3 separate regions of the Mus musculus genome follow, and all the other regions are linked to region 2. Evidence: chromatin contacts called from public HiChIP or PLAC-seq and promoter capture Hi-C data. All regions are on one chromosome and are shown on one strand. Each heading gives the region's core, a stretch centred on a gene start, on an enhancer-like site or on the middle of the called end of the contact. The rest is flanking DNA. Distances are from core to core; before and after follow the strand shown.

Region 1 (2,789 bases), core at 290-2,789, 2.0 Mb after region 2:
TTTTTTCCACTGTATGAAAAACTTAACCCTAATTCAAACAATATTTGAATCGACCCAACGCAATTCATGGTCCTTATTTGGGTACGATTGGGGAAAGCTACAACTGCTAATAGCGTCTCTATGTTCATGAAACAGTTTGAGAAATATGAGTACCGAGGAAATAGATGATGATATCCAGGAAATATTGTCCGTGTGAGGCGGTATAGTTAGCTCAGCAATGGTATTAGTATTTAAGAGCAATCTTTGTCTCCTAGGGAAGCCCACTGCAGTCTCTCTGTTTGCTTATTTTGAGACAGTCTTGCCGTGTAGCCCACACTGGCCTCAAACTCCAGGCCTCTCGAGTTGTCCTCCAGAGAGCTGGGATTCTGGGCTTGCTCCATCATGCCTAGCTATTATGTAGTATTTGTGAAAGTAGAGAGATGTTATCTGGAGCTTTCCTCAACAAAACAAGAGTGGACATGAATGATGTTGGTTACTGAATCTTGGGAGGTACAGCCATTGGGATGGAGTTCATTTCATGACTGTCTCCTGTGTACCTTGGGTTTTCTGAGGAAGGAAAAAAAAAGCTTTAAAAAGGAGTGCTTCATCTCTTAACATTAGAAACCCGGTGTAATGATGTGCACCTGCAATCCAGGATGAGCCCCTAAATTGAAGGTCTGCCTGGGCTATGTAGTCACACCCCACTTACAAGAAAAATTGTCCCCAATAAAACCCCAAACCTCCAATCAAACAAACACTAAACAATAGCAGCTAAACTTCTCTGGGAAGGGGTTCCCCGTGGCTGGCAGTAGGTAGGCAGGGAGAGGCCCCACCGCACCCCTGAGGGCATGAAGTCTCAACTCCTTCCAGATCTGGTAATTCCTGTTTCCTGGCCTCCTCAATGGTGTGTTTATAAAAGGAGGCAGGTGAGGTGTAATAGTGCAGCGGGAGGGAGCACCCTAGCTGGCCTGCCCAAGGTGTCCTTCCCGAGGGATCAGCCGTGTAATAGACCTAATATGAAGAAGGTTTATTGTTAAGAATGGGAAGGGGACCTGGAGAGTGGATAGAGGCAGAGAAAGGAAGGTAACAGTGAAGAACAGAAAGAGAGGAGAGAGGAAGAGGGAAAGAGGTCACTGGGGACATGTGGGGGATGGGGAGGTGGAAAGAGAGAGGGTGAGGGAAGAGAAGGGGGAGGCACGGAGCAGTCTTGCTATTTGCTTGCCTGCTAGCACTACCTGAAGGGTGGAGTTGCAAGCTGTTGTAGTTTAGAGGAATTGCTAACACGTAGAGCTTAAATTTCAATACAGGACAAGGCCTGATGTCAGGTTCCCCAGCCAGATCAACTCAGCGTTACATAACGTGTTTAAAAAAAAAGGATTTGTATTAAACTCAAAAGTGGTGGATAGCTAGCCTTTCAAACAAAAAAAACCCAGCGTTCTGGAATCTTCTGGCAGAGCAAAGGATCAGTTTTCCCTTTACTTAGGCTCCACCCTCTGCACAGACGGTAGATCACTGCGGTGGCCTCTGAGGCCTGGGAGCTCGATGGCTGGGACCACAGCGTCACCTGGCGGCCACTTAGGGCCACTACACTATAGGTGCAACCCGGAATCTTGGGCACAGGAGCTCCGAGGTCTGCGCAGGTGCAGAGCCCAGCCTCGCCCTGCCTGCGCTGGGACCCGTGCTAAAGACTAGTCGGCCGACTAGGGGCTGCTTAAGCGACATCCAGAGGCCAGCAGCTTCAGGTCTCCACCTAGCGTTAGTGCCTAGACACTGCACTGTTCAGTGATGCACTGGGAGACCTGTGCCAAAGAGGGAAGTGCGAGTCTTAGAGTCCTGTCTGCTCTTTCGCCCTGCTTGGGACCTTGCAACAAAACCAAACTCAGCCTCAGGGCTGCTGGAACAGGATTATTAGAACATAACCACCGTAGGCTGAAAAACTGTGAATGAAGTGGAGCCATATTCTGTCTCACACATTATGAAACAAATACTTTCAAAACTTTGCAGCTCAATATCGCAATGACTGGCGTTGATCAACTTACACCACCACCACCCCTTAACAATAATAGCATGAGAAAATACCAGCCTGCAAAATAAGATCAATTTGGAAGCATGGCCTATCTGCGTAATTAGCCACTCAGTGTTTGAGATGCTCGGCGTCTACTGTGGGAGGCAGCGTGCTAAAGAGGAGTAAGAACTTGGAGTGTCCAAAAGGCAGGCTGCCTGCATAGGGGATCACTCCGGATTTACAGAGCCAGCGGCCTGGGAGGCGAGCTTTAGCGGGTTCTGAGTGTTGCTGCCATCTAGAGGAGAATCGCTGCAGGACACGTTCTTTTAACTTCGAAACTGCTTGAGTTTTTAGGAACTAACAGCAAGAGCAATGAGTTAGAAGGGCTACAGTCAGTCGACAAGGAGGACCTGCTCCAGGCTGGGCACCCTGCTGAGAGTTTCAGGCTCCTCCCAACCTTCCCAACCACTTTGTACCCTGTCACTCTGAATACTCCAGAGGTCCAAAGGTGCAATCACGGGGAGAGATCACTCTTGGGGGCTACCCTAAGAACAGGGCCTTCTTAATTGGAGCCCAAATGTCTAGGTGTATTGCTTGCCTGTTTATGCTTTTATTTTACAGAAGAAAGCGTACAAATCCAGAGAACCTAAAACTATTTCCGTAACCACACTCCTGTTTTGGCAGTAGAATATAAATCTACTATGTGTCTGCAGATGGAGACCTCCAATATTGAAGCTAGGCTGTGTCGAAGAGGCTTTTTTTCTTCTCCCCTTATGGTGTTTAGTTTGTTGTTGAAGGCCTCTCC
Region 2 (2,856 bases), core at 64-2,563:
CAATCCTACAATTTCCTCTGTTTCTCCGCACTTCCTCATCCCTTTCTTATCTCTTCTCCATTTTTCTTCCTTCCTCTGCTTCCCCCTCTTCTCTCCTTAACCCATGACACTCTCTGAGGTGGTTTGAAAATTCTACACCATACCAGATAAAAATTCCTAGTGGGTTTTTCCCCCCTTCACACCTTTCTTAAAGGAAAACCTGGATCCTGGTCTTTGAAACCAGTATCCTACACAATTTGGCTGACTCAGTGACCCCCCTCTCCCCCCAAAAAAAATCAACAGGAAAAATGAGTATTGTAACACAAACACAAACACACACACACACACACACACACACACACACCAAACTAAACCAATTTCCAAGATCCCACAAGGGGCCCACAGCCTGAAATATGATAGGTGACAGTGGGGATGATAGACAGAGCAGGACTAGGGGAGGAACTGCCCGTAGTCTCAGTAGACAGCCTTGGCCTACTATAGAGGCAGGAGCAGCTTTCACACCCTCACCTAGGCAAACGGATTCGAACACCCCTCTCTGAAACATGTGGTGCAAAGAACGAGTCCTCCAGGAGGAGCTGAGAGCACCCATACTCGGAGTCTTAGGGTCATCCTAGCCTTGACCTGGGACAACATCCCGGTATAGGGTACCCACCCTGGAAAAGAGCTGCCACGCGCAAAGGCCGAGTCCGGACCATGACTTGGGGCAACATCCTGAAGCAATAGCCCTTCACTCTGGAGAATGGGTACTGGCAGGCAAAAGCTGGGTCCTCCAGCAGGAACAGGGTCTATCTCGACTCTCACCCGGGCATCTCCGGGTTCATCCGGACCCTGACCTGGACGGACGCCAGATGCAGGGGTAACCCTGACTCTAGCTTGGGGTTACGGCGGTGCAAAGACCGAGTCATCCGGCTGGAGCAGGGTTTGTTCTGACTCTCACTGGGGCGTCTCAGGTCATCCTAGACTTAACCCACCAGGGTCCAGAAGATCTCAGGCCGGAGCTCCGGTTCTCCTTCCGGAGCTGGGGGCGCCCTCGCCCTCAGCTGTGCCTGGTCGGGCGGGGCCGCAACAGGTGCGCGGCCTCCCTGCTTCCCCGCCGCCTGCCCTGCCGTTACCTGCAGCGGCGGCCGCCGAGGCCTCCCAGAGCCTGGGCGGGAGCTTCCCGAGCCCGGCCGACGTTCGCGTGGTCCCTAGAGGAGCTGACAGAGCGTTCCCGAGCTCGGGGCGCGGCTCTGCTGAAGCCGCCGCGCTCCCGGGTCGCGACCCCCCTGCGCCACTCCCGCCCGTGCGCTGCTCTGCGTTTCCACGTCACTTTTTGGTCCCTCCCTCTCGCCGTCCGCCGGGCCCCGCCCGCCCGCTCGCCTGCCCATCCCCGGTTGTCAGGGCAACCCGAGCGACGCCAGACGAAGACAGGCGTTAGGAGGGCGGCGCCGCCAGGGCTGGGCCCGAGGGCCCCCGGGAGCAGCTGACCATGGAGCCCCACAGTAAGCGGCGGGCTAGGGCCTGGGGTGCGAGCAGAGACCGAGCTAGCCGGGCCAGGTCTCGAACCCTCGGCTAAATGATCCACAGATTCCACAGAGCACGGCTGATGCCCTCACTAGCAATGGGCTTACGAATGGTTAATAGTGCTTCCAGTGTCTTAGTGAACCTCCATGGAGCCTGGGCCTTGAATTTATGTGTTCTTGCCTCTCTTCGATCTTATCCCTAAAGTCTGTGGTATATATAATTCATGTGCTTCCGCCCAGCATAAGATACATAACAAAAGTTTCTCATTCCTGTTTGTCTTAAATTTTCCGTTCTTTGTTATTGACTATTCGTGCGGATGCATGTGTTTGTGCACACGTGTGCAGGTGTCACACAGGTGCACATGCAAGTGTGCCACATTTGTGTGGAACCCAGAGGGGACATTCTGGTGTCTTTTCTTGCCATCCACCTTGGTTTTAAATTTTTATTTTATTTTATTTAATGTGTACAGATGTTTTGCCTGCATGTATATGTCTCTGCACCACTCATGTGCCTTGTGCCTCTACAGAGACCAGAAGAGAGAACCCAATCCCCTTGAACTATAATAAAAGCAGGCTGTGAGTAGGCTTGTGGGTGCTGGGTCCTTTGGAAGAGCAGTCAGTGTTCATGATATTTGAACCACATCTTCAGGCTCCCACCTTGGTTTTCAAGACAGGGTGTCCCACTGACCTAGAGCTCTAGTGAACTAGGCTAGGCAAACCGGCTAGCAGAACCCCAGAGGTGATCCTGTCTCCAGCTCTCTAGGGCTGAATCTACAAATCACACCACCACACTTGATATTTTATGGAGGTTCTGGGCATCAAACTTGGCTCTTTTACTTTCTGCAAGCATTGTTTGCGCGAAGTCATCTCATTAGCCCTGGTTTTTGTTTTGTTTTTAAAAATACTCTTAAGTTTGAGTTTGTCTCCTGCAGCCCAGGCTGACCTTGAGTTTAGGGCAAACTTCGTGACCTAGCCTCCTGAACCAGTGGCTCAGAATCTTCATGGCTCCACATTCTGAAAGTGCTGGGGCTACAGTGCTGTTTTTCATTTTGTTTTGATTGAAACAGAATCTCACTATCTCTCTGGCTAGCTTGGAACTCACTGTTTAAAGACCAGGCTGGCTTCAAATCCACAGGTCCACCTGCCTCTGTTTATGAAGTGCTAAGATTAAAGGCATGGGCTACCACGATGGGCTACAAAGTTGTGTATGATAGATGGCTGAAGATGTGTGCTTTAGAGTTGCTAGAACTGAGGTACCCTGGAACTCACCTCTCTGTCCACTGTTTTTCCCAACCTTTCCAGGGACTTTGTCCTAGGCTCCTTCCCTCCTCCCCACCCATGCTGTTTTATTGCC
Region 3 (2,841 bases), core at 319-2,818, 1.9 Mb after region 2:
GGTCCTGGTGGATTACACGATCCGAAAGTTCTGCATCCATCCGGTACACATGAATGTCTTATTTGGCTTCTCGGGAGCGAGGTTGGCAGGGGTGGGGGTGGGGGTGGGGCTTTACAGTGAGAACAGCTGCCCCACCTTGACCCACTCATAGCATGGCAGGAACTCTCACAGAGGCTGTGGTTGCAGGGCTGGATCCTGTGACAGACTGGGGACAGGGTTAGTGGATCAAGGACCCGAATCTGCAGAGGGCTGGATGCTTTGACTCCCAGCCACTGTCCTGGGCCTCCCCAGAAGGTGGGTGAGCCAGCTGGAGTGGTAGAGGATTCAATGGGGGTTGGGGGCTTTCCCACTGCACCAAGCAGGCACTGCGCCACTGAGCTACTCCTAGTGACAAGCTCTCACTATGTGATCCATGGAGGTCTGGAACTTCCTGTGTAGAACATGCTGGCTGCTGACTTTCATAGATCCACCTGCCTCTGCCTCCCAAGTGTTGGGATGAAAGACATGAGTCGCCATGTCTGGTGACAGAATTGTTTTATAATGGTGTCAAAAATTAGGTTCAGACTCTCCCCCAGTATCTTTCATGCTCATTTCGAGGCAGCCTTCGATCAAAATGCTCGAGAACAAAGCAGAGGAAATGAAGACCACAGAGACAGGCTGTTTTTATTAGGAATAAAATGTAGAGCGGTTGGTAAAATTAAGTTGCAAAAATCTGAAAGAAGTGTCTAGAAGCCACCGCAGAAGGTTTTGAAAGGATGGACTGAGGGGCCTAGCCTAATGGTAGAATATGTGCCTGAGGCATCCCAAAATTGTTATCCCTTGCTTCCATACAGAGAATACACACACACACACACACACACACACACACACACACACACACACACCTTACTTCTAAACACACTGGTATTGTCATCTTCCACCATCAGGAGCAGGAGAACCATGCATGCTGCAAAGGCTTGGAGAATCTGGGAGGGAGGGTCTGGAGGTCTCCAGTGTGTAGGCTGACCCTTCATTCTTCCTTCCCACGCTGACTCTTTGAGACTTAAATATGCTGGCAGTGACTCAGGTCGCCACAAGTCAGGTGGGACTGTGTAGATGGAGCAGGCAGGTCTGCCTCACAGCTGGAGTGTGTGAGCATTAAGACCAGCTTTGGGGATATGTGGCTACTGGGATCCTGGCCTGGTATAGCCAGCTGCAAAAGCCCTTTGCCAGCCAAGAGCTGTGTATTGTCACATCGGGTATGGTACCCCTGCATTCCAGGGTTCTCTGTGTTTGCAGCCGCTGACCTGGCATGAGCCCCACTGTCCTTCGGAAGGAGATGCTAAACAGTTCCACCTCCCATCTCTCACTTCCCCCTCATCCCTTACAGCAACTCCCAGACAGCTGCAAAGCCCCGCGGCTGGTCTCACAGCTGCACTTCACCAGCTGGCCTGACTTCGGGGTGCCGTTTACCCCCATCGGGATGCTCAAGTTCCTGAAGAAAGTGAAGACACTCAACCCCTCACATGCTGGGCCCATTGTGGTTCACTGTAGGTATGTCAGGGAGGGGCCAGCCACAGTGTGGGGAATGGCCAGTGCGGCAGTGGTGGGGTGGGCAGAGCTAGGGCTGGGGGGAATGAAGTTTTGAAGCAGCTATACCCAAAGTTGCGTGTGGAGAAAGGAATTCTAGCCCCTCTTGGTCTCTGGGGTACCTGCCCCAGTGGTGTCTGGACAGACCCCCAATATGTAAAACTCTTGAAGGCTGACAAGGCCCAGGTTGATGGCTGGCATGGGAGCTCTGGGCAAGTCCACTGACCTTGCCCTCTGCTCTACCTGGTACCTCAAGGATCGTTTAGTTCCCATAGCAGGGGACACACACACACACACACACACACACACACCCCTTCAGTGTCTCTAGTCCTGAGATAAATAACCAGAGCAGCAGTGCCCTCTAGTGGCTATGCATAGATTTGCTCCTTGTTCTTCCAAGTTGCACCCTCCTTAATTTTGCCCTAGGCTGTGTCCTTTGTCCCCCAGGTTCAGGCATCTTCCCAGGCTTGCCATTTACTTCAGGGGAATGTGACTCACGAGGTGGCATCTTTCTCCTCCCTGAAGCGCGGGCGTGGGTCGGACTGGCACCTTCATTGTGATCGATGCCATGATGGACATGATACACTCGGAGCAGAAGGTTGACGTCTTTGAGTTTGTGTCTAGAATCCGCAATCAGCGCCCTCAGATGGTCCAGACGGATGTGAGTGGCACCTCTTTCTGCCCTGGCCTAAGCATCACAGAGCACTCAGGTGCCTTCGCACCACTCCACAGGCCCATTTAAAAATATTTTTTGACTGTGTGTTGTTGTTGTTGTTGTTTTGCACCTGGTCTGTCATGCGGATAGATTCTACCACTGAGCTGTAATCTCAGCCACCCCTTTACTTCCTGGAACTCAGTCTTAGTGAGTAGCCCAGCCTGCTTTTGACCTGGCTCTGTAGCTTGGGCAGCCCTTGAACATATCCTCTTTATGTCTCAGCTTTCCAAATAACTGGAATTTTGAACTATTGCCACCAGGCCCCGCTTGCAGGTCTGGGTTTTGCTGTTATTGGTTTTATTTATTTATTTATTTATATCTCAAATGCTTCATCCCATCCCTCCTCACAGAGTCTCTCCTCTCATTCCCCCTCCCCTTCACCTCTGGGCCCTCCCAGGTCCGCCCTGCTAGAATCCCACCCACCCACAACCCTGGTGCATCAAGTCTCTGCAGGATTAGGCACATCCTCTCCTGCTGGTCAGATGGGTTTTAATAGGCAGGTGGCCACAGGCTATGAGCATGCCCATTGTCAGACCTGGTATACCTCCCACTCTGTC

The links. Promoter capture Hi-C pulls out the DNA fragments that hold promoters and counts their contacts. HiChIP or PLAC-seq counts read pairs in DNA pulled down with a chosen protein or histone mark.
Region 1: a contact with region 2 is called in a promoter capture Hi-C map of hippocampal neurons, with 7 times the contacts expected there. The contact joins the enhancer-like site here to the promoter of Dhx32 in region 2. A contact is called at or near these places in 3 of 39 promoter capture datasets (the C10 cell line, hippocampal neurons and pre-B cells), 1 of 15 datasets of contacts at CTCF or cohesin (large pre-B cells), 3 of 115 datasets of contacts at active chromatin or transcription factors (astrocytes, embryonic forebrain and forebrain) and 2 of 9 other capture datasets (adipose tissue and liver).
Region 3: an H3K4me3 HiChIP or PLAC-seq map of neural tube shows a contact between it and region 2, with 10 times the contacts expected there. The contact joins the enhancer-like site here to the promoter of Dhx32 in region 2. A contact is called at or near these places in 1 of 39 promoter capture datasets (hippocampal neurons), 6 of 115 datasets of contacts at active chromatin or transcription factors (VIP interneurons, acute myeloid leukemia, embryonic forebrain and 3 more) and 1 of 9 other capture datasets (liver).

The regions. Positions count from the first base shown.
Region 1 is chr7:135,734,247-135,737,035 of GRCm38.p6, forward strand. No RefSeq gene overlaps it. Among named protein-coding and RNA genes, the nearest start is that of Mki67, 19 kb to the left of the region's middle. Within about 2 kb of position 1,540, at least 186 of the 459 cell types and tissues checked have an H3K27ac peak or open chromatin away from gene starts, as enhancers often do.
Region 2 is chr7:133,775,490-133,778,345 of GRCm38.p6, forward strand. It overlaps Dhx32 (DEAH (Asp-Glu-Ala-His) box polypeptide 32), which reads right to left and starts at 1,314. Exons shown (of 12, transcript NM_133941.2): 1 at 1,113-1,314. Fank1 (fibronectin type 3 and ankyrin repeat domains 1) reads left to right here and starts at 1,402. Exons shown (of 11, transcript NM_025850.2): 1 at 1,402-1,481. The coding sequence starts at 1,469.
Region 3 is chr7:135,667,628-135,670,468 of GRCm38.p6, forward strand. It overlaps Ptpre (protein tyrosine phosphatase, receptor type, E), which reads left to right. Exons shown (of 21, transcript NM_011212.3): 11 at 1-43; 12 at 1,370-1,533; 13 at 2,095-2,230. Among named protein-coding and RNA genes, the nearest start is that of 5830432E09Rik, 17 kb to the left of the region's middle. Within about 2 kb of position 1,569, at least 21 of the 459 cell types and tissues checked have an H3K27ac peak or open chromatin away from gene starts, as enhancers often do.